Regions from separate parts of the Sus scrofa genome. Here region 1 is linked to region 2. The links are chromatin contacts, called in public HiChIP or PLAC-seq maps. All regions are on one chromosome and are shown on one strand. Each heading gives the region's core, a stretch centred on a gene start, on an enhancer-like site or on the middle of the called end of the contact. The rest is flanking DNA. Distances are from core to core; before and after follow the strand shown.

Region 1 (6,489 bases), core at 3,385-5,884, 85 kb after region 2:
CGCAGACACGGCTCTGATCCCATGTTGCTGTGGTTGTGGTGTAGGCCGGCAGCTGCAGCTCTGATTAGATCCCTAGCCTGGGAGCCTCCACATGCTGCAGGTGTAGCCCTAAAAAGCAAAAAAAAAAAAAAAAAAAAAAAAAAAAAAAATGTTTACTGCGCAGAGTCCCCTACGCCCATATGACTTACCTAAGATTCAGGGACCCCCCCCACCTCCCTGCCGGTTTTCTGAGACAAGGCCACACACAGACCCTTCGAACCCCTATTATTTGCCCGTTCCCACTGATCAATCAGAACAAAATGCTTGTGAACCAAACTTAAGCTTCCTTCCTTTGTCCAGGCTCCTGGACTGTGCCTCCCCGCCCCCGCCCCCCGCTCTCAGCTGGAGCCAGCAGACAGCCCACACCCCCCAAGCTCCCGGAACAGGCCCGCCTCAGGGTGGAACATCTTCTGACCCACCGTCCCATCACCCACCCGCTCTCGCCACTTTCCCACACCTGAGCCTTGTAGCCTGTTTACTCCTCCCTGTAAAAGAACAGCTCCTTTTGCCCCGTTCTTGAGCTGCCTGTGGAATTTACAGCCAGAGATTTCTCCCTAATGCTCCCTGCCACCCCCCCCACTACAGTGGGGCCTTGCCTGTGGCAGAGAATCCTTTTAAATGAAGTCTCTTTCTCTTTTCTTCTTTTTACAGCCTCACTTCTGTAAGGAAGTTCCCGGGCTAGGGGTCCAATCAGAGCTGCAGCTGCAGCTGCAGCCGACACCATAGCCACGGCAACAGGATCTAAGCTTCATCTGCAACCTACACTGCAGCTATGGCAGTGCTGGCTCCTTAACCCAGTGAGTGAGGCCAGAGATCAAATCTGCATCCTCACGGACACTATGTCGGGTTCTTAACCTGTGGAGACCCAAGGGGAACTCCTGAAGTCTCTCTCTTTACTCTGTCTGAATTTGTTGGGTCTTATTGGACATGACTTATCCAAGGTCACAAGCTAGCAAGTGGCAGACCTGGGGCTCAGCCCCAGAAGCTCTGCTAACCTGCCTGTTGGCCCCACATGCCCTACATCTCTCCATGACTACATGCGAGCATACACACGAAACACACTTAAGGAACGAGCGCATCGCCATCAACATGGGTGAGCATGCACGCCGCACTCAGGTCCCACCGCCAGCCCCCGCATCCACAAGGCAAGGCTCATCCTGACACAGGTGTGCGGGGGGGGTCGGGGGGCATCCTTGGCTGCCCACCTGCACACGCGCACACACTCACACGCTCCCAGCCTCCCACGCACAGCAGAGTCATGTTCTTTGTTTCTTGTTTTGTTTTTGTCTTTTTGCCTTTTCTAGGGCTGCTCCCACAGCATATGGAGATTCCCAGGCTAGGGGGTCTAATTGGAGCTGTAGCCGCCGGCCTACACCACAGCCACAGCAACGCCAGATCCAAGCTGTGTCCGCAACCTACACCACAGCTCACGGCAACGCTGGATCGTTAACCCACTGAGCAAGGCCAGGGACCGAACCTGCAACCTCATGGTTCCTAGTCGGATTTGTTAACCACTGAACCATGGAACTTCACCGTTCTTTGTGCCTGGAAAGGAAGCTGAGTCTGAGGAAAATCCTGTGGTGGGCTCTGGCCATGGGCCCCTCTCCCTTTACCCCATTGCAGTCGACCCTGCGTCTCCTGATCCCCCTCCCCTGCCCCCAGGCTCTCCTAGGGCGTCAGGCAGGCTGCAGCGGTCACTGGCTTCTCAGTTGTTGTGATTCAGGCCCCTGTGGGGCTGGAGCTGGAGGGGGTAGTTAAGGGAGTGTGGATTCCAGCTCCGGGATCTGGCTGCCAGTGCAGAAAGAAGGCCTAGCTAAAGCTTCACAGACTCAGGCATTGCTTCCTGTCCCACTCGCTCTAGGGAGTGGGTTTGTATCTGGGTTTGAATCTTCATTCTGCTGCCTGCCAGCTGGGGAGCCTTGGACATGTTCCTTAATTAACCTCTCTGGGCGTCAGTGTTTTCCCCAGAGGCTCAGAGAAGTTGCATGAGGACAATTAAAAAGACAAGCTATGGGAGTTCCTTCCCTCTGTGGCATAGTGGGTTAATGATCCAGTGTTGTCTGTGGTGACACAGGTTTGATCCCTGGCCTGGCTCAGTACAGGTTTAAAGATCGGTGTTGCCACAGCTGAGGCTCACCTGGGAACTTCCATATGCCACAGGGGCGGCCAGGGGAAAAAAAAAAAAAAAAAAAAGAAGGGGGAGTTCCTGTCATGGCTCAGTGGTTAATGAATCCCACTAGAAACCATGAGGTTCCGGGTTTGATCCTTGACCTCGCTCAGTGGGGTGGTTGCCATGAGCTGTGGTGTAGGTCGCAGAGATGGCTCAGATCCCACATTGCTGTGGCTGTGGTGTAGGCCAGCAGCTACAGCTCCAATTGGACCCCTAGCCTGGGACTCTCCATATGCCCTGGGTGCGGCCCTAAAAAGCAAAGAAAATAAAAGAAGGAAAGAAAAAAAAGAAAAATAAGAAAAGACAAGCTACTAGAGTTCGCTAGTGGTGCAGTGGGTTAAGGAACTGGCATTGTCACTGCTGTGGCTTGGGTTTGATCCTGGCCTGGGAACTTCTACATGCCATGCGCACTGCTAAACAAAACCAAACCAAACCACAAGCTACTGTTTATTGAGCACTTACTATGTGCCAGACACTAGATCAAGGAAATTAGATGGATTCATTTATTTAATCCTCCCAGCAACGTGCCAGGATAGATTTTAGTTTGAACCATGTGAAAGTGACATTTTTATTGGTCAAAAATAGTCAAATGTTTAGTTTAGCCTAATATTATGATCCCTGTGTTACAGATGAAAAAACTGAGGCTCAGAGAGGCTGTAACCCACCTGATGTTACACAGCCATGAAGTAGCAGAGCCGGGATTAGACCCAGGTCCACCTGATTCTCTTGCTATCCTTTCAGTCTCAATGGTGGGCCTTGGTGAGGACCAAACCAGCCACATCAAGTGTTCAGTGTAAGACTCGGCACACAGTAAGTGCTCAATAAATACACCATTCCTTTCCTTGCTTGCTGGGGTGACTTCTCTCAGAGCGAAAACCTTATCCCCCACCACCACCAGGCTAGATGATCAACTCCCCCACTCCTCCCCCAGCCCTTCCCTCCAACCTGTCATCGGCTCCAGCTGGGGGGAAATCAGACACTGGCCTCACCCCACCCTTGACCCTCATCTTCACCATCATCTAAATGTGTCTCAGCAAAGGCAATCCACCCTCTTTCAGGGAGTTTTCCTAGATGGGCACCTCCCTGCCTCTTCCAGAGATCAGGTTCAACACCAGGTTCAATTGGTTTTGCACGTGTCCAGGGAGGCTGTGTGCCTGGAGCCAGAGGCACCCTGCCCCCCAGCCCCCGCCCCCGAGATCTTCAGCTAATGTTCTATGTCCGGTAGTGGCTTTGGCATTTCCCGAGTTCTCTAACCTCATTCTCACAACAGCCCTTTGGGGGGGGGGATACTTTTTTCTTCCCATTTTGCAGATGGGAGACTGAGGCCCTGAGAAATAAAGTGCCTTGTAGGCTTGAGGTGAGCCCGAAGAAAGAAGGGGGCTGCCACCTCTGCCCAGGGGTACGAAGGGCACATCCTGGTGGAGGGGATGTTTGGGGAGACCCTCGAGTGGACCGCCTGTCAACAGGCAGAGGTCGGGAGGTGAGGAGAGAGGGAAGGGGCCAGCCGGGCAGGAAACTGTATGGACAAGGTCCATGTGATTGATCAGTTTTAATTTTTTAAATTAAAAAACTTTAATTTTTGGAATTCCGATCATGGCTCAGTGGTTAACGAATCTGACTAGGAACCATGAAGTCGTGGGTTCGATCTCTGGCCTCGCTCAGTGGGTTAAGGATCTGGCATTGCCATGAGCTGAGGTGTAGGTTGCAGACGCGGCTTGGATCTGGTGTTGCTGTGGCTATGGTGTAGGCTGGCAGCTACAGCTCCAATTAGACCCCGAGCCTGGGAACCTCCATATGCTGTGGGTGTGGCCCCAGAAAAGACAAAAAGACAAAAAACCTTATTTTTTATTTTTTTATGGGGGCTGCATCTGCACCACAAGTAAGTTTCCAAGGCTAGGGGTCAAATCGGAGCTGCAGCTGCCAGCCTACGCCATAGCCACAGCAACTTGAGATCCAAGCTGTGTCTGTGACTTACACCACAGCTCATGGCAATGCTGGGTCCTTAACCCACTGAGCGAGGCCAAGGATCAAACCCACGTCCTCATGGATACTAGTCGAATTCGTTTCCACTGAGCCACAATGGGAACTCCTACTAATGTTTTTTATTTTTAGCAATTTAGCACCGTCAGATTCCCTAATCCTAACACTTTATTAGGCTTAGATCTTAGATTTCTTCCGCTCTAAGCGTCTATTAACCCAAGAGCTTAGACACTTGGAGGTTCTATAATTCACACATGCTGAGGAGCCTTTGTGCCTCAGATCCTGTAATTTGCAAATTCTATGATTAATTTCCAGAAGATGCCGAGTGTGTGGGTGGGGAAGGCAAGGACAGGTCTGGCCCACAAGCAACAAGTCTCACCACCTTCCCCTGCCCCCCTCCCCCCTTCCTCAAGTATCAACTTCCCAGGCCTGAGTACAGAAGAGGAATCAGGAAATACTTACACAATGACGGATGTTTGGGCAACAAAGGACAGGGCTGGCTTGGGGGTTGGGGTTTGGACTGGGGGTTACTCTGGGCCAGGTGCAGGGCTCATCTTGGCACAGTTAACAGGAAAGGGTCAAATGCATTTGTGGGAAGCCCACATAAAGTTAGAGGTAAAAGGTTGAGCATTTGTGCCTGTATTTGAAATGGGAACCCTGCCAACATCATCATGCAATGGAGTCAGACCTGCAGTCTAGCCCCAGGGCTTCTGTGGAGGCAGGATAAACCAAAACGGGGGTCGTAGACAACCAGATAGTAAATGTTTTAGGTGCCATGGACCAAGATACATATTGTGTCTTTCAGCACAGATATAATGTCACTGCATTATGCACACAATCCTTTGCCAACTAATTAGAATAATACATACTCCACTCTGCCTTAAAAGTGCAACATCTAACTATCATGGATGAATGGATCAACAAAATATGATACATACATACAATGGAATATTATTCAGCCTTAAAAGGAAGGGGATTCTGACACATGCTACTCTTGCAGAAACCGTAGCAGCGGAAAGCGGCACTCCGGCACTCCGAGATACGGAATAGCTAGGTTTATTCAGCACCGGTGTGGGCTCAGAGGCGTTGCCTCCAGAGTCTGAGCACCAGGTCTTTGTTCTGGGTGGCTTTTGTACAATACAGACGTCCCAGTCTTGTTCCCCCCATCCCGAAACTGGCCCGCCCCCTCCTCCCCTGAGCAGACAGTGTTCCTGCCTAAGAAGCTGAGTAAACAAGATTACAAAAACGAAACTGATAAGCAATGGTGAGCACTGCTAGCTGAGCTGCTAGCAAGGACTTAAGGCACGTGGTTGCCACAAGATGACAAGAAGGGTGGTATGGGGGGAGCGAAGCTGCTGTCAGGCACATAGCTGCCTCTTCAGCTGGGCGGGGGGTGGGGTGGGGAGGCAGGATAGGGAGTTATTGTTTGATGCGTGCAGAGTTTCAGTTCTGCAAGGTGAAGCATTCTTGGGGGTGAGGGTTGTAAAACCATGTGAATGTACTTAATGCCATGGAACCATATACTTAAAAATGGTTACAATGGTAAATTTTATGTTTTGCGTATTTTACCACAATTAAAAAAAAAGTGCACAAGTTCCCACTGTGGTGCAGTTGGGATTGGCGGTGTCTCTGGAGCTCTGGGCTGCAGGTTCGATCCCTGGCCCTGCATAGCTGCGGTGTAGGCTGCAGCTGCGGCTCAGATCTGATCCCTGGCCTAGGAACTCCACGTGCCAAAAAAGAAAAAAAAAAGTGCAACATTCAACATCCGCTTTTCCGTTTTTGACATGATGGGTCTGCACTGGCAATAAAAAAATAAAAGGCTGCACCATGGTGATGTGCATGCTATCAACCTATAGCTGTGCCACTGTTTGTCATGCTCAGATAAACCCAAACTAAGGGACATTCTATGAAAAAAACTCCCTGGACTCTTCAAAAATGTCAATGTCATGAAACACAAAGAAAGTCTGAGGAACTGCTCTAGAGTAAAGGACACTAAAGAGATTTGATGGCTGGATTTGATGAATGACCTTGGATTTTCTTTTGCTGAAATATATTATTTTGACCACTGGTGGAATCCCAGTGAGATCTGTGGGTTAGAGCATAGTGTTGTATCAATGTTAATTTCCTGATCTTGATTGTTGCATTGTGGTTGTGGAAGAGAATGCCATACGTTTAGGAAATACATGCTTAAGGATTTATAGTAAAAGGACATTGTGCCTGCAACTTACTACCAAGTGGTTTGGGAAAACAAGCAAACAAATACATAATATATAAACTATAAATAAATATGCAGTATGTGA
Region 2 (6,901 bases), core at 2,476-4,975:
CCTATGCCCAGATGGACAGGAATCCTTAAGCCCCTGTGACTCAGTTTACAGGAAGAAAAGGACGAAGAAACTGAGACTTTTGGTATAGCCATAAAAAGACAAAAGACCAAAAAAAAAAAAAAAAAAAAAAGAAAAGAAAAAAGAAAAAAGATTCAGGTCCAAGATTCTCTTCACGAGGAAATCTCCCCCTGGACCACCTCCATCAAAACATCCTCTGCATCTGCCATTAACGCACATAATGCTGGTTTAACAATTACCCATTTATATGTCTGTCTCCCCCAAATATGAGGCCATGGCCTATTCACTTTATTGTCTTTGGAGAACATATTGCTACCTGCAAATTTGTTTTTAATTCTTTATGAATATATTTATCAACTGACCATCCCATGCCCCAGATCATGAACTATGTCTTGTTCACTGTTGTGTCCCCAGAGTCTGGCACAGGGACTGGCATAAAGAAGGTGACCAATAAACATTTAATGAGTGAACAAATTCGTCTTTGTTTCCAAAGGCCTGACTTGGCACCTGGCACAGAGGAGGCGCGTCATCAATATTGGTTGAATGGAGGAGTAAATAAAAACAGGAGAAAACCCAGTGGAGACTCAGGCAGCTTTAATCTCTGGGCCGGCACTAGGGCAAGGTGAGTTTAAGATGAATTTAAGGTGGCCATGGAAGTTCCCTTGTGGCACAGTGGGTTATGGATCTGGCATTGTTGCAGCTGCAGCATACATACATCTGTGGCCCGGGGACATCACTAATTATTAGAGAAATGCAAATCAAAAGTACAATGAGCTACTATCTCATACCAGTCAGAATGGCCATCATTAATAAATCTACAAATTACCAACGCTGGAGAGAGTGTGGAGAAAAGGGAATCTCCTATGCTGTTGGTGGGAATGTAAGGCATAACCACTGCTGAAAACAGTATGGAGGTTCCCCAGAAAACTAAGTATAGAACTACTATATGATCCAGCAACCCCACTCCTGGGCACATAGCCAGACAAAACTGCAATGCAAAAAGATACTCGCACCCCATCATAGCAGTGCTATTCCCCACAGCCAAGACATGGAAACAACCTAAATGCCCATCAACACATGAATGGATTAAGAAAATGTGATATATACATACGATGGAATACGACTACACAGCCATAAAAAAGAACAAAATAATGCCATTTGCAGCAGCATGGATGCAAATAAAGATTCTCAGACTACATGAAGTAAGTCAGAAAGAGACAGACAAATGCCATATGATATCACTTACATGTGGAATCTAAAATATGGCACAGGAGTTCTTGCTGTGGTGCAAGGGGATTGCTGGCGTTTTGAGAGCCCTGGGATGTAGGTTCGATCCCTGGCCTGGCACAGTGGATTAAGGATCTGGCATTGCCACGGCTGTGGCTTAGGTCTCAACGGTGGCTTGGATCTGATCCCTGACCCAGGAACTCCTTAGGCTGCAGGGTGGCCAAAAAAGAAAAAAAAAAAAAAGGCACAAATGAACCTGACTACAAGACAGAAACGGACTCACACAGATACACAGACATGGAGAACAGATTTGTGGTTGCCAAGGGGGAGGCCGTGGGATGGACTGGGAGTTTGGGGTTAGTAGATACAAACTATTAGATTTAGAATGGATAAGGGAGTTCCCATCGTGGCGCAGTGGTTAACGAATCTGACTAGGAACCATGAGGTTGCGGGTTCGATCCCTGCCCTTGCTCAGTGGGTTAAAGATCCGGCGTTGCCATGAGCTGTGGTGTAGGTTGCAGACTCGGCTCGGATCCCGCGTTGCTGTGGCTCTGGCGTAGGCCTGCAGCTACAGCTCTGATTAGACCCCTAGCCTGGGAACCTCCATATGCCGCGGGAATGGTCCAAGAAATGGCAAAAAGATAAAAAAAAAAAAAAAAGAATGGATAAGCACTGAGGCCCTCCTGTAGAGCGTAGGGAATTCTATCCAGTCTCTTGGGATAGACCATGATGGAAGAGAAGAGAAGAAAGGAATTGTATGTTTGTATGACCAGGTCACCTTGCTGCACAGCAGAGATTGGCACAACATTGTAAATCAACTACACGTTAATGAGAAAATCTATAAAAAGAGACAAAGTTTGGTCATTAAGATAAATGATACTTGAACACACTATTAAAATGCAAAAAATTCGTGATAATGAAACATGAACATTTTAGTGAATTTCTCTCCAAGAAAAACTAGAGAACAGAGTCGGTCAAGGGAACTGGGAGCAATCAGTCCCCCTGGTTCCGTTTCCACCTGGTTGAGAACCGCAGACCACTCTTCCTTCGCTGTTTTCCATAACTTCTCCATCTGATCTTAGTCTTGCTAACCCATTATTTCCCTGTACTCAGCGTTAGAGAACTTTTGGGGGACATCAAGGGGGTTGGGTGCTTTTTCAGGAACAAGAGTGAAGGGAGGAGGGAGCCTGGGTGGGTGAGAAGGAGGGGGATGGCGGTGATCACTGCCTGGACCTGGTCCAGCCCTTTGATCGCCAGGGAGGAGCGGGGTTGGGGCAGGAGCCAGCGACACTTACAGAGAGGCTAGGGGCTGAGTCACCGACGGGGACAAAGCTGCATCCCTTCCCTTGAGCTGTGGGAGGAGTCCCTTCTGTGGATGAATGTGAGCCCACTACCATTTCAAGATTTGCAAACCTCTTCCAAGCACCTCCCAGCTCTCTGGCTGGGCTATTTTTCTTCCAGGAAGCAGCGTAATTCAGCACAGTGAGCCTGGAGCGAGAAGAGGAGGTGAAAACATCTCCCAGAATTGGAAAAGATATAGTTGGCAAATCAAAATGTTACCCAGGAGTTCCCGTGTGGCTCAGTGTACCTGACTGGTATCCATGAGGCTGGCCTCACTCAGTGGGTTAAGGATCTGACCTTGCCATGAGCTGTGGTGTAGGTTGCAGAAGCGGTTTTGATCTAGGATTGCTGTGGCTGTGGTGTAGGCTGGCAACTGCAGCTCCACTTTGACCCCTAGCCTGGGAACTCCCATAAGTGTAGGTGTGGCCCCAAAAAGCAAAAAAATGAAAAACAAAAAAACCCTCTCCAGCTGCCCTGGTCTCCAGCTCCTGTCCCAACCCTGCCTGTGTTTGCTCTCAAAGGAGCCCCCCACCATCTGCTAGGTCCCTCAGCCCTCATCTTTACCACTGTGTGATGCCAGTGACAGTGGTGAGGGGGCTGTGACTGCTGCTGAAGATTGCGGCTGCCACTTTTGGAGGATTTCTGCAGAACAGTTTGGGTAACTCTTTTCTGTCTTATCAGGACAGCAACTTCCCAAGGTAAAGGTTTTTGTCTTTTGTTTACAGCTGAGGCAGCTGAGACTCCAAGAGTGTCAACAACTTACCCTAAGTCACACAGCTAAGGGGTCAGCATCTTCTGTTACGGAGGTGGCGGGGCTGTGGACATGCCCCCCACCGCCACCCCGGCTCAGGGGAACGCGGTGGCTGCAGCTCCTCTGGCCCACCTGCAGAGGGTGCCCCTGCCCCATGGAACTGCCTAGGACTCCCTAACGGCCCTTCCCAACCTGCCCTTAGAAAGGACTTCTCTAAACCCTCTTCCCTCCAACCCTCACCATATAATTAGATGTCTCAAAATATTCTGAGTGGGATGGAGACGATCATATGCTACAGACTTCTCCAGTTTCACGAGCAGACTCTCTGGAACTCCCGGAGCAAAAGTCATGAGCCACCCCCACTCCACATGGAGCTGCGTTTCACCCTGCTGACGTCAGCTCAGCTGCTGGGATTTAGCAAGCGGCCCAAGGCCTTCTGGGGACTGTCCCATTGCTGGGCCCTATAGCACCCCCAAGCCCCCCCCAACACCCCACACCACACAGTTAGAGCTTACCCACTCTGCTAACCTCTGTCTCGCTCTCATCTGCCTGCCACATCCCCAGCACTCTCTCAAATTAGCCGTTAATTTGGTCCTCAGAATGTGTGCAGGTGTGGTCTTTTTAAACAGCGTATGTGGTAAAACTCCCTTTCCAGCTGAATCTGAATTTTGAGCACCTCTTTCTATCTGAGACAGCTGTGTAAAGGAAATGCGGAAAAAAAAAAAAAAAAAGAGTGGTAAATGATGGTTTGTGATGAGTAGATATCAGCTTATTGAAAGCAAACAAGTTAGAGGGGTGCAGAGTGTTAAAAGTAAATCTACTTTCTAGAGAGGCAGGGGGTGCAGTGGTTAAGCATGAGGCCTTTGGGGGTTCAGATCTTGTTATATCAGCCATTTATTTATTTATTATTTTGGAGGAGTTACACCTGCTCCATGAGGAAGTTCCCGGGGCCAGGGATCGAACCCTAGCCACAGTAGTAACCTGAGTTCCAGGAGTGACAACTCTGAGTCCTTAAGCGCTTGGTCACCAGGGAACTCCAATGCTAATTTTTTTAATCAGACATTTACTATATGACCTTCAGCACGCGACTTAACCTTGCTGTGCATTAGTTTCCTATTGTGTAAAATGGGGAAAAAGAATCACAGTCACCTTTCAGGGAGGTGGAGTAAAGAAAGCAGATTTGTTTCCACTGTGCCACGACAGGAACTCCAGGAGCTAACATTCTGAAACTGGTGGTGGGAAGCTGAGTTGGGGGGGCAAAAAAGTAAAAGAGAACTGTGAGGGAGTTCCCATCATGGTGCAGTGGTTCACTAATCTGACTAGGAACCATGAGGTTGCAGGTTCGATCCCTGGCCTTGCTCAGTGGGTTAAGGATCCGGTGTTGCTGTGAGCCGTGGTGTAGGTCGCAGAGGTGGCTTGGATCCCGCGTTGCTGTGGCTCTGGCATAGGCCGGTGGCTACAGCTCCAATTCGACCCCTAGCCTGGGAACCTCCATATGCTGCGGGAGCGGCCCTAGAAAAGACAAAAAGACAAAGAAAAAAAAAAAAAGAAGAAGAAGAAAAGAACTGTGAATTATTAGGGGGAAGAGATTATGCTAATCAGGATGGGAAGACTTCAGCATAAATAAGATGCCAAGGGTTTCCGGCAACTTTAAAAAATTATTTAAAAATACATATGCAATTAAATTCACACTAAGTACAAATTTTAAGCAACAGAGATAAAGTTTAAATTCCCTCAGTCACACTTTTTTTAAATTAAAAAAATTGTTTAAACTCAATACATTTTATCATATTTATAGTTTGTACAACCATCATCACAACCCAGTTTTACAACCTTTCCCTCCCAAACCCCCAGGCCTTTCCTCCCACCCTCAACCTGTCTCCTTTGGTAACCATAAGTTTTCGAAAGTCTATGAGTCAGTTTCTGTTCTGTAAATAAATTCTTTGTATCCTTTTTTTAGATTCCACATTTAAGTGGTAGCATATGACGTTTGTGTCTCATGGTCTGACTAACTTCACTCAGCATGATAACCTCTAGGTCCATCCATGTTGCTGCAAATGCCATTATTTCATTCCCTTTCATGTCTGAGTAGTATTCCACTGCGAATGTGTACCACATCGTCTTTATCCACTCCTCTGTCCACGCACATTTAGGTTCTTCACAGGTCTTGGCTGTTGTATATGGTGCTGCAATGAACACTGGAGCACATGTATCTTTTTGAGCCATGGTTTTCTCTGGATAAATTCCATGGGATTGTTCTCATACCTTTTTCTTTGCAGGTGTATACACATGTATATTTCCACAGAAATCCAAGGCTTTGCTTGACTTCATTTTATTTTATTTATTTTTTTTGTCTTTTTGCCATTTCTTGGGCTACTCCCGTGGCATATGGAGGTTCCTAGGCTAGGGGTCGAATTGGAGCTGTAGCCCCCAGTCTACACCAGAGCCACAGCAACATGGGATTCAAGCGGCATCTGCGATGTACACCACAGCTCACGGCAACACCAGATCCTTAACCCACTGAGCAAGGCCAGGGATCGAACCCGCATCCTCATGATTCCTAGTCGGATTTGTTAACCACTGAGCCACGACAGGAACTTCCTTGACTTTATTTTATTTTATTTTATTTTTGTCTTTTTGCTATTTCTTGGGCCGCTCCTGTGGCATATGGAGGTTCCCAGGCTAGGGGTCCAATCGGAGCTGTAGTCTCCGGCCTACGCCAGAGCCACAGCAATGCGGGATCCAAGCCGCGTCTTCGACCTACACCACAGCTCATGGCAACGCCGGATCGTTAACCCACTGAGCAAGGGCAGGGACCGTACCCGCAACCTCATGGTTCCTAGTCGGATTCGTTAACCACTGCGCCACGACGGGAACTCCGTTGACTTTATTTTAAATACCAACATCAAATATACTATCTTTCTGTGACAGTACATGTAGATATATTTCATCTTAACGTGCTACAAAATATACAAATCTAGGGATGTACCTGGTTTGATCATTCCTCAGGGAGTTTCTTAATAGCAACAAGGAAATATATGTTACTGTCCTCTTTCTAAAATACAAGATTGGTCATATCACTGCAGCTGCCCCAAACCTCCAGGGGGTTCCCGTTGGTTGCTCAAACCCTCAGATTTCCAGGCTGACTGCAATCTGTATCTTAGCCACTCTCCAGGTTTGCCGTTTCTTTTTCTTTCTTTCTTTCTTTCTTTCTTTTTTTTTTTTTTTTTTTTTTTTTTTGTCTTTTTGCCTTTTCTGGGGCCACTCCCTCAGCATATGGAGGTTCCCAGGCTAGGGGTCGAATCGGAGCTGTAGCCACCAGCCTACGCCAGACCCACAGCAACGTAGGATCCGAGCTGAGTATGCGACCTACACCACAGCTCATGGCAACGCCGGATCCTTAACCCACTGAGCAAGGCCAGGGATTGAACCCGCAGCCTCATGGTTCCTAGTCGGATTCGTTAACCACTGTGCCACGATGGGAACTCCATGACTGCCGTTTCTTAAACATGTCACACACTTACACTTAGCTTGGCAGCCCTTCCTCCCTTCTCTGCCCAGTCA

What was found. HiChIP or PLAC-seq counts read pairs in DNA pulled down with a chosen protein or histone mark.
Region 1: an H3K27ac HiChIP or PLAC-seq map of alveolar macrophages shows a contact between it and region 2. The contact joins two enhancer-like sites. A contact is called at or near these places in 3 of 47 Hi-C or Micro-C datasets (blood, brain and epiblast stem cells) and 1 of 2 datasets of contacts at active chromatin or transcription factors (alveolar macrophages).

Annotation. Positions count from the first base shown.
Region 1 is chr6:75,769,092-75,775,580 of Sscrofa11.1, forward strand. No RefSeq gene overlaps it. Among named protein-coding and RNA genes, the nearest start is that of PADI2, 16 kb to the left of the region's middle. Within about 2 kb of position 4,635, at least 27 of the 83 cell types and tissues checked have an H3K27ac peak or open chromatin away from gene starts, as enhancers often do. A contact at or near this core is called in alveolar macrophages, where this site is marked.
Region 2 is chr6:75,684,751-75,691,651 of Sscrofa11.1, forward strand. No RefSeq gene overlaps it. Among named protein-coding and RNA genes, the nearest start is that of SDHB, 10 kb to the left of the region's middle. Within about 2 kb of position 3,726, at least 11 of the 83 cell types and tissues checked have an H3K27ac peak or open chromatin away from gene starts, as enhancers often do. A contact at or near this core is called in alveolar macrophages, where this site is marked.